Regions from separate parts of the Mus musculus genome. Here regions 1 and 3 are each linked to region 2. Evidence: chromatin contacts called from public HiChIP or PLAC-seq data. All regions are on one chromosome and are shown on one strand. Each heading gives the region's core, a stretch centred on a gene start, on an enhancer-like site or on the middle of the called end of the contact. The rest is flanking DNA. Distances are from core to core; before and after follow the strand shown.

The links. HiChIP or PLAC-seq counts read pairs in DNA pulled down with a chosen protein or histone mark.
Region 1: a contact with region 2 is called in an H3K27ac HiChIP or PLAC-seq map of embryonic fibroblasts, with 19 read pairs. The contact joins two enhancer-like sites. A contact is called at or near these places in 6 of 484 Hi-C or Micro-C datasets (the C2C12 cell line, adipose-derived mesenchymal stem cells, cranial neural crest and 3 more) and 3 of 115 datasets of contacts at active chromatin or transcription factors (embryonic basal ganglia, embryonic fibroblasts and stem cell-derived neural progenitor cells).
Region 3: an H3K27ac HiChIP or PLAC-seq map of heart atrium shows a contact between it and region 2, with 4 times the contacts expected there. The contact joins two enhancer-like sites. A contact is called at or near these places in 2 of 15 datasets of contacts at CTCF or cohesin (large pre-B cells and pro-B cells), 3 of 484 Hi-C or Micro-C datasets (cerebellar granule neurons and liver) and 2 of 115 datasets of contacts at active chromatin or transcription factors (embryonic fibroblasts and heart atrium).

The regions. Positions count from the first base shown.
Region 1 is chr3:53,064,278-53,067,484 of GRCm38.p6, forward strand. All of the region lies in intron 2 of Lhfp (lipoma HMGIC fusion partner), which reads left to right. Among named protein-coding and RNA genes, the nearest start is that of Lhfp, 24 kb to the left of the region's middle. Within about 2 kb of position 1,329, at least 64 of the 459 cell types and tissues checked have an H3K27ac peak or open chromatin away from gene starts, as enhancers often do. A contact at or near this core is called in the C2C12 cell line, adipose-derived mesenchymal stem cells, embryonic fibroblasts and 1 more, where this site is marked.
Region 2 is chr3:53,200,172-53,203,472 of GRCm38.p6, forward strand. The region is part of intron 2 of Lhfp (lipoma HMGIC fusion partner); the gene reads left to right. Among named protein-coding and RNA genes, the nearest start is that of C130075A20Rik, 110 kb to the left of the region's middle. Within about 2 kb of position 1,655, at least 90 of the 459 cell types and tissues checked have an H3K27ac peak or open chromatin away from gene starts, as enhancers often do. A contact at or near this core is called in the C2C12 cell line, adipose-derived mesenchymal stem cells, embryonic fibroblasts and 2 more, where this site is marked.
Region 3 is chr3:53,446,643-53,449,746 of GRCm38.p6, forward strand. No RefSeq gene overlaps it. Among named protein-coding and RNA genes, the nearest start is that of Gm16206, 4.4 kb to the right of the region's middle. Within about 2 kb of position 1,804, at least 8 of the 459 cell types and tissues checked have an H3K27ac peak or open chromatin away from gene starts, as enhancers often do. A contact at or near this core is called in heart atrium, where this site is marked.

The sequences.
Region 1 (3,207 bases), core at 79-2,578, 140 kb before region 2:
CTATGCTCCACACACCCCTTTGCTGAGAATGCAACCCAGGGCCTGTGTATTTTGGTAACAGTGTCTATGTGCCTTTTGTACTGTGAGTCTTACATGCAAATTGCAGGATTTTGATTGCCTTTGGGGAATACACAACAAGTCTTGGCCCTCTCATATGACAGACAGCCCTGGGAATGCTATCTATTCACCTCCCCTAACAGGAAAAGCAGAGGTTCTGGGAAGAAAAGGATCATGCCAGACACATTCTTCACCTTGTTCTCAGGCCCCTGAGTTAGCCTCTATATTTTATGACCTCAAATTATTAATATAATCTGTTACCTGGCAGGAACAATAAAATACAGAGACATGACAGTAGATTAATAAAGATCTGATGAGGAGCAAAAATCTCCTGATCACTCTATGAAATGCTGTTCCCAGGGCAGCAGAAATTATGGTCCAAGTCCCAGGCCTGTGCTTGCTTGTCTGTTTTACTCTTATTAGCCGGGAAGACATTAAAATATGTCACAGTGCTGCTCTGCAGAATGCCTCTGTGCTGATGACTTGCAAACTGGCTCCTCTTAGCTTGTTCTCGAGCAAAATCTATTTTGACCCGTGTAAGTCACTTACCAACCCCGTGGATTCATTCATTGGAGTCAACTAAGAATGTTTTGCTTTTTTGGATAATTCTCATTTATATTTTCTCTCTCTCTCTCTCTCTCTCTGTCTCTCTCTGTCTCTCTCTCTCTCTCCCCCATATTGGCCTATGTCTTTTATGACTCATAATGAGGAATTTTTTTTAAAAATTACTATCACCCCCACTGTGGTCATTACCAGCCTTCACTCATCCTTATGCATAAAATACTTTTTTTTCCTTTACATACCCTCTATTTCCCCTCTGTGTGGAATTTATTCCCCCCTTGGTGTGTGGGGACAAATTAAGTTCATAACAGTCATTAATGATAATGGGAAGAGTATATAAATCTTTGATGCATTGAAAACTGAATGGGGCCCCGGTGGGTCTTTTCCTGTATCTCTCCTTACCAGATTTTGTTTGACAGCACATACAGTAGGTTGTATAAAGTATATTTACTCATATTTTTCTCCTTATTGTAGGTACACACACACACACACACACACACACACAGGTGTAGTACTTCTCTATGTGTGAAGACTGCCCCTTACTGCTTGGTACCCCCGTGAGAAACTGATGTGGCTTATTCTGCTCTCCATGCTTAATACTGAACACAACATTATGCTAATAGTGGGAGCTCGATAAGGTTTTATGAGCACAGGAACGAGAGAGACCGTGAACATTAAAGTGAGTGACGACTCACCCTGTCTGGGCATGATCCTAATGCTAAGATAAATACTGTAAGAGCAAGTGCGTAGATGTGCATCATTATGTGTGGGAACCCTGTAGGGAAATGACAAGAATTCAAAATTTAAAATTAGCGAAGCTTGGCGCTCATCCTAGTAACCACGGACAGAGTTTCTGGGGAATTTCCCTCAAGTCTTTAGCCTCAGTTTTTCCATCTTTGGCAGTGAGTTGATAGCTCTTGTCTCTTAAGGGCTGTCATGAGAAGCCCTGGAAGTGTTTGCTCTTTGACTCACCAAACATCCCCATAGGCCAGTCCTCCTAGGCTAAGTTTGAAGACAGACAAGATCCAACTGCTTTCATCCTGATTTCACAGACTGTGAAAGGGGGAAGGGGGTCTTGTCCAGGTCTATAGTCTACACATACCCCATGAGACTTCATGAACACGAGATCTCCTGTTCTAGGTTGTGGGAGGGCCTGAGATTCCTGAGAGACTGATGTTGCTGGTCCACGGAGCGCAACTTGACTATAAAGGCTCTAAGGAGCAGTTAGCAAGCAACAGTGCAGAGCAGGAAATGCTGTAGAGGGCTTCCCAACGAGGGCTGCAGTGCTGCTCAGTCAGCACATGCTGAGCACCGATACAGCTGGGTCCAATTTTCAGCACTGTAAAGCACAAAGTTTGAGCATAAAAGTAGACTGAGAAAGAAAGCTGGAACTATCCCTGGTGTCGAGGAGGGACAAGCTAGGCTACACTGCCAAGAAATGGGCAATCTGGGTGCTGAAGAGGTGCGGTGATTTTTCAGGCAGAAACCCAGAAAGGTTTTGGTTCTCCTGATGTAGACTGCAGCTAACTGCAGCGAGGGAGTAAGAAAAGCTAAAGAAGAAGAGTGTGATAAGAGAAGAGCCTAGAAAGCTAATTTAGAGTCAGATGAGCAAGAACTGGCCGGGTTTGCAAGGCTAATTCTGGGAATCAGTGTAGAAATTAACTAGTTCAGTAGGAGGGAGAAGGTTCAATAGAAATATTGCACAGTATACAGAAAACTGTTGGGAAATATTCATCACAAGGTAGATTATGCTTGGATACTGAATACTTGCAGGGAGCAAATGCCCTTTGAAAGAGTAAAACTAAGCTGAGGGGCAAGTGTTTAGCTTTCCATAGGTTTTGGAGACACATGGAACAGGGATTGAGTTTGTCATGGTAAATCTTGGTTCTCAGCTCGGTTAGATGAGACATGCCTAGGAGGTCAGGAAAGCACACCGTGTGTGTGTGTGTGTGTGTGTGTGTGTGTGTGTGTGTGTGTGTGTGTGTGTGTGCATCTCCTGAGAGAACTAAAAGCTCTGACCTGAATGTGAACAGCTATGCAACCTCTTAGGCTCAGGGCCCAGGGGAGATGGAAAGGAAGAAAAAAGAAATCTACATGGTGTGAACTATTCTCCTTCACTGCTTCCTGGCCACCGTGATGTGGGCTTTTTTACTCTGTGTGATGATAGACGGAAACCTCAGAAATCATGAGCCAAAATAAATCTTTCCTTTCTGGCATTGTGTCACAGTGTCAAGAAAGGCTAACACATAGCTATATAAATTTCTTCTTTGACTTTCTTCTTATCATTACAGTGAGGGTAATAAATACTGTCATCCTCTTCTGGGCTCTATGGGTACTACACGCATGCAGGACACAGACATACATGTAGGCAAGATCTCTTATGCATGAAATAAAATGAATCTTTTTTTAAAAAAAAGTCTTTTGGAGCTGGAGGGTTGGCCTAATAGTCAGGAGCATTTATTCCTTTTGCAGTACACTGGAGTTCAAGTCCCAGCGCTCACAGTGTGGCTCACAACTATTTGCAACCCTAGTTACAGGGGGTATGATGCCCTCATCTGGCCTTTGTGAGCACTGCATGCATGTGGTGAA
Region 2 (3,301 bases), core at 405-2,904:
GGATGGGGATAAGTGAGGTCTGCAGATAATTAGGGAGACTGCGAGCATCTTTCTTTAGCTCCAGGCTGAGGTGCAGTGTCAGTCTCTCATTTGTTCACTCCTTGATAAGCCTTGCCTCCAGCAATGAAGCCGAGACCACGGATTCCACCTTGACAACGTTTCCCTCATAGGCTAATTATCCCGCATATTGGGTCCAGTGAGGAAGGCTGGCTCACAGTACTCTATGAGACATGCCCCGAGCAGATCGGGTACTGCTGGTGAGTCGGATCTTCCTGGAACACAAGGCTGCTAAGCTGTGTCATCTCTAAAATCCTCCAGTGTCTTTGGTCACATTACTGAAAAGTATTGCTCTCTGTGTTTTTAACTTAGACTTTTAAAGTATTTTTAGAAAAAAAATTGCCAAGTACTAACATATCCCTTTCAGGGGAAAAATTAAAAAAAAAAAGTTTTCTGGACAGTATGTTTTTGTTGGGGATGACCTTGTGTAGAAATTACAATGATTAAAAATTTGATTAAAGAATGCTATTTAGAAGGAATTAGGAGCTATTTTCCATAATTAAGAGTGTAAGAGGATTTAATAGAAGTTGAAGTATTTTAGTTCATTTCAGAAGAGCAACACACTCCTCCTGCTCAACAGAGTGAGCAGACACTTCTAGACCTTAAAGGCAATTTGTTTCTTTATTTGAGTTCCGGGTGGTTGGTTGTGTGCATGTAGATGCTGGGAACCAAACCTGGGTCCCCTGTGAGAGCAGCCGGTGCCCTTCACTACTGAGCCACCTCACCAGCCCTAAGAAAACGTTTCAAACCTAAGGCCACGTGGAGATCTTGCTGTCACCAAATCAAAAGCCCCATCTGTATGACTGTGGAGGGCACAGGGCTGCTTGGAGCCGTGAGGAGCTCCGCTTCGGAAGGGGCCTTGCAGGCGTCACTCTGATAGCATGTGATGACATCGCCACTGCACACACTGAAAAAAGGCCTCTTCCTTGCTTTTGATTATTTCTACTCTCCTGCCTGCCACATGAGTTCTAAGCCAATTCTAGATAAAACGCAAAATGAGAGCAGTTCTCTTAAAACAGGGGCTGGGGGGCTAGGTGGGTTCCTTAATAGAAAAGTGACCTTACCAGTCAGACAGATCTGTTGTACCCTAAGAAAATAAGTTACTTTTCTCTTTTCCTACAATATTCTCGTACGTATCAGAGTATACTATCAACCAACCAGGTTTTTAAGCTCTGAATCTACTGTGCTCTATGTGGATAATTCCCTGTATAAATGAGGATTCTTAAATAAACTTTTCAGTGAATATTTAAACATAATCACAGTATTTCTTCAAATCCCATGAGACTCTGGTTATAGTCAAAAAAGGGTGGTTTCTTTTTTCCTCTCGCTCGTTTGCTCATTCATCCACACAGGCCTTTGTTCTGCGAGGACAGACTTGGAGGGACAGGGAGTGTGGCGAGGAGCTGAGGGTTTGGGTCTGCTTCATTTGAGTTTGAGAGCATCTTATAACGCCCCGGAGTGTTATTCTTCTGGTGCATTCTCTTGCTACAGCTCTGCTTTGCAGAGAGGCTGCTGGGCCACAGATGAGTGTCTGCCTCCCCAGGATGCCCCCGAGCTCTCGATTCCATGACGCACTCCCAATCCCATGCCTCTCTGATTCATTTCCTGGGCGTGTTTATGGTGTGAATCACTTGCAGACACAGGACCAGTTTGGAGGGTCTCCTCGTCTCATCCGTTCACTGATTGGAACGGAGCCCACAAAGTCAGCCCTGCCAGGGGCCCAAGCACCAGGCCTGGCTGGCTGCTTGAGAGTCCCTAAATGTGCTGAGTATCACAAAGACTTAATTCTAACCCAAATGGTTAAAACGAAAGGAGGGGGAAGGGCAGAGAGAATGGAATAAAGAGGTCTGAGGAGAATGGTTTATTCAGCTAATGAACTTTTGCATTTGGGTAACGAGGGAGAGTTTTGCTAAAGGATGTTGGGTGTGACTTTCTTCCTCCTCTCATTCACCTTTTTAAACAGGAAGGGAGTAGGGAACTCTGAGTTACATGGACAAGGAAGATGCAAAACTGCATCTTCAACAGGAATAACAAAAACTCCCACTTTGGCTCCTCCTTCCAGCTTTGAGGAATGGAGGTGTCTAGCCAATTGGTTTGGGCAGCCCTGGCTTCATTAAAGAATGGTGAGGACCACAGTCAGCCTGGTTAGCCACTGCCGGCTTCCCAAGGATTTTGCACCATGTCTGCCAACAGTGCTTGGGGCCAGAAGCCTGCCGGGTTAGTTGCTATGTGGAGAGCTGTCTTGAGTGGAGCGTGTGGCAGCATGGATGGCTTGCTGGAAAGAAGGGACAATGATGAGACGCATAACAAAGGCACGTTGGCTTCTTCTAGCTTTGTTCATTCGACATCTCTATCTGCTTGTGGGCATTGCTAAACTTGCTTTACGTCTCAGCGGGACACTTTAAAGCAAAGCAGCATTCACAAGCAACCTTGTGCGAGCACATAAAACATATTCGTCATGAACCGCCTGGTGACAAACCCACATGCTTGTCAGAGACAAGAAGATGATAAGTGTCAGGGCTAGCAAACTGCTTCAGGAGGGGAGTCTGAGTTGCAAGCCACATATAAGTTATTTCTTCAACCTCTTATAGCAGAGCTATGAAACTTTTAAAAACTGCTCAGTGACTTTATAACTTCCCTGTGTGTGATTTATGTTCGTGTAAACTGTAAAACGAAGCCAGCGTTTTATCTTTTCTTTGAGACTTAAATAATGCATTCATGCATCAAGTGGGTAAATCTGATTCTGGTTTCCTCCAGATGCACACATGTGATTTTTATTGCCCAAATACTTAAGGGCCTGCATGGGAAAAGAGGAGGTCTTTTTATTCTCTACCTTTTAAAAGTAAATTCTAAGTATCACTTTGACACTCCGTTAACTAGGTAACTAAGGCCCTTACTATCATGTGGTTTTCTCTAGTCATCTACACTGCACCAAGTGTTGCCCTAGACCCTGGGATATATTGACACACATAAGGAGTACACCAGCTCTCCTGGGTGTTATCTGAGGGTGTGACCTTTATTGGAATTCTAGAGCCTTCTCTGCTTATCTCCCCCCAGGCGCTCCAAGCTCCCTGACTCCCAGCACAGAGCTTCAGTTCCCACTCAATTTTCTGGCCTCTCTTGCAGTTTCTCCTTTACTCAGTACTCTGCCTTTGTTTGCTGTCCCAAAACATTTTCTTCCATTTGAATCCTTTCTGTCCCCGTAGATGCCATATGACACAGAGGGGCAACAGCTGATGGGCAA
Region 3 (3,104 bases), core at 554-3,053, 250 kb after region 2:
GAAGTGGGAGGGAAGGGGGGGGCAGCAGCAGCATTGAATCATATCCTCGGGGTGATTGCCCGAAAGCTGTGTTACAAAGGTACCCTGTGCCAAACTAGAGTGAGTCTTCCCAGTGGTACTGGTTTTGAAGGCATGAAGGGGTCATGGAGAATTGAGACTTCACACAATATGGTAGGGCTGGAGTCCCTGAAGAGAGCAGAGGAGAGGCTCCAGCAGAAGACTCCAGCATTTTGGAGATTCCAGTACCAGGGGATGTCCACAAAGAACAGCAGCACCAGCAGAGCAGAGCGAGCCAGAGCTTGGGAAACAGGGTGTGGCAGAGGGTAGAGCTGGAGAGGTGACCTGGCCCTTGGGAGGAGCCCAGGAGATGGGGAGTGAGGCCCAGACGGAGACACTGGGATTTTACACTGTTGGTGTCTGCATTTGCTTTGTTCAGATTGTGACTGCGCCACCATGGTCACTCCTCCCTGGAATAAGAAACTATTTAGCTTACTCTGATCTTACAGGGGCCCATGGTTGAGATTTTACACTTTTAAAGAGAAACTTTTAGAGTCTTACAGAGACTTTTAAAAGAAACTTTGAATTTTTCCATTTTAGAGTCTGAACTTTTAAAGTGTTCAAATTTGTAAAGACGGTGGGACTTTCAAGTGTGTGCTGTGGTTTTTATTTGTGATACTTATTAATGTGTGATATTGCGAGTAAACAAGAAAGAAAACGTGATGTCTTAACAGTAATGTGTTTGTGTGTCAACTTGACAAGGGATCAATCTGGTGAGCTACTATTTGTGGCAACTTGACACAGCTATAGTCATTTGATAGGAGGGAACCTCTGTTGAGAAAATGCCTTCCTAAGATTGGACTGTAGATAAACCTGTATGTAGAGCAATTTCTTAATTGGTGATGGACTGGGGAGGATCCAGTCCATTGTGGCCCCGTGGTCCTGAGTTCTGTAAGAAAGCAGACTGAGCAAGTCATGGAGAGAAACCTGATGAAGAGTGATATGGAGGCGGCGCTGAATCAGACACTGTTTAACTTAGACACATTAAGACACTTTTCAACTTCCATCCAACTCTACGTATAAAAGAAAGAGCTGGGGGCTGGAGAGATGGCTCAGGGGTTAAGAGCACTGTTTACTCTTCTAGAGTCGTGAGTTCAATTCACAGCCACCACATAGTGGTTCATAACCATCTGTAATGAGATTTGATGCCCTCTTCTGGTGTGCATGAAAACAGTGACAGCGTATTCACGTACATTAAATTAATTAACTAATTAATTAAAAGAAAGAGCCATGTGTTATGAAGTAATTACTTTATGCCATAAACTCATATGATGGCTAAGGGCCAGGCAGAGGAATAATTTGGCCTTTTAAATAATCCACTTTTCTTGTTTGTAAAATAATCAACCAGCCCAAGTAACAAGCCTCAAAGACCCGATCAGCAAGACTAATCCACCACATTCATGCCCATGAATTCCCTATGTCTGGATTACTGAAAACTGTTCAAACTTTTTCCCTTTTACTTGTAGAAAAACAAATGAAGTCAGAACAATGTTCAACTGCTGGAACTGTGCCAGGTGTACAGCAGCTTCCTTGGAATATAAGTATTCTATACAGACAAAGGAAAGTATAGTAATTATACTATAGAGACAAAGGAAAGTATAGTAACTATACCATAGAGACAAAGGAAAGCACACGGGTGTTCAGCAGGGTAACTTCAGTTTTAAAGTCAAGAACACAAGGAAGCCTGGCATTGTGATTCACCAGCTAGTTCAAGATAAACCTAGGATAAAACACAGCACTCTACTGCCCTCTTTTGGGTGAAGACTGTAACATACCTACCAACTACATCTTAGGAAGTACTGCTGGTGACTGCTCTCAGGGACACTAGCCCAAAAACCTTCATGCGTGTAACTATGTTTTGTAAAATGAATAAAGCCAATAAATTTTTACATCAAAATTTTTATTTGATTATTGCTGAAAGTACACAGCTGAAAATAAAACAACCCAGCCACGTAAGCTCAGGGTTTGTTGTTGTTTGTTTTTTAATTCTGATTTAAACCTTTAAAGAGTTCCCAGTTTGATTAGCTCTCTAGTCAAACCCAAAAAACTTTTAAAACCAGAAGAAGCCCAACAAGTTGGTTCTTTGTCACCTTAGCCTTCCAGCAATGGTATATGGAGCAGTTGGTGCATGACCGTAATATAAGCGGTATTTGTTCATTATTAAACTGTAGCCATGTTTTCTCTGATTGACAAACACTCCACTTTAAAGACTTGTTCATTCTCAGAGTGGAAGGAAAGATAATCACAGCCCTTGGTCCTCTAATATAGACTAGATCCCCTCTGTGTCAAGAATAAGCCTAGGAGGCAGAGGTTTCAAGAGTTCCACTGCTACCACAAAATCCAGACTCCTGGAGCTGAGACGGCTCGGAAGAAGATTGAGTTGAGTTGTACTGTCATTCCAGCTCCAGGGGACTCCAATGCCGTCAGCCTCCACAGACATATGCATCCACGTGCACACGCCCACAAGGAGATACATACACAAATGAACACAATCCAAAACAATAGAAAGTTATAAAGCTGAGATGGCTCCCTGGATCTGAGCACTTGCTGGGTGGGCATGAGGATCTGGGCTCGAATGCTCACCCACATAGGAGCAGGACAGGCCCACAAATCCCTGTGAGCCCAGGCTGTCCTAGCTCATACAGCTCACACATCCCTGTGAGCCCAGGCTGTCCTAGCTCATACAGCTCAGCAGCCTATGCTTTATGAGACCACAGACAAAGAATATTCTTAGTGCCAGCTATGTCGTTAGCCCTGGGTTTATGCAGTGAACTTTAGTGTAAAACTGGGCTGGTATGCAACTTGAGATCTTGCTGTGGCCTCCAGAGTTGTGAGTTACAGATGTCTACCACCATGCCCAGACTCACCAAACTGAGATCTTATGGCCACTGAAATTCTTCTATTATTAAAATAACAAAACTTAAAACAAGGAGCCAGGTTACATACATTTTTCTTTGCACAACTTTAATGTTCCAATAGAAAATACAACTTTTACTTCTTTAACTCACTGATCCAGTGTGTGTGTGGGGTGTGAGATGTTTTGATTG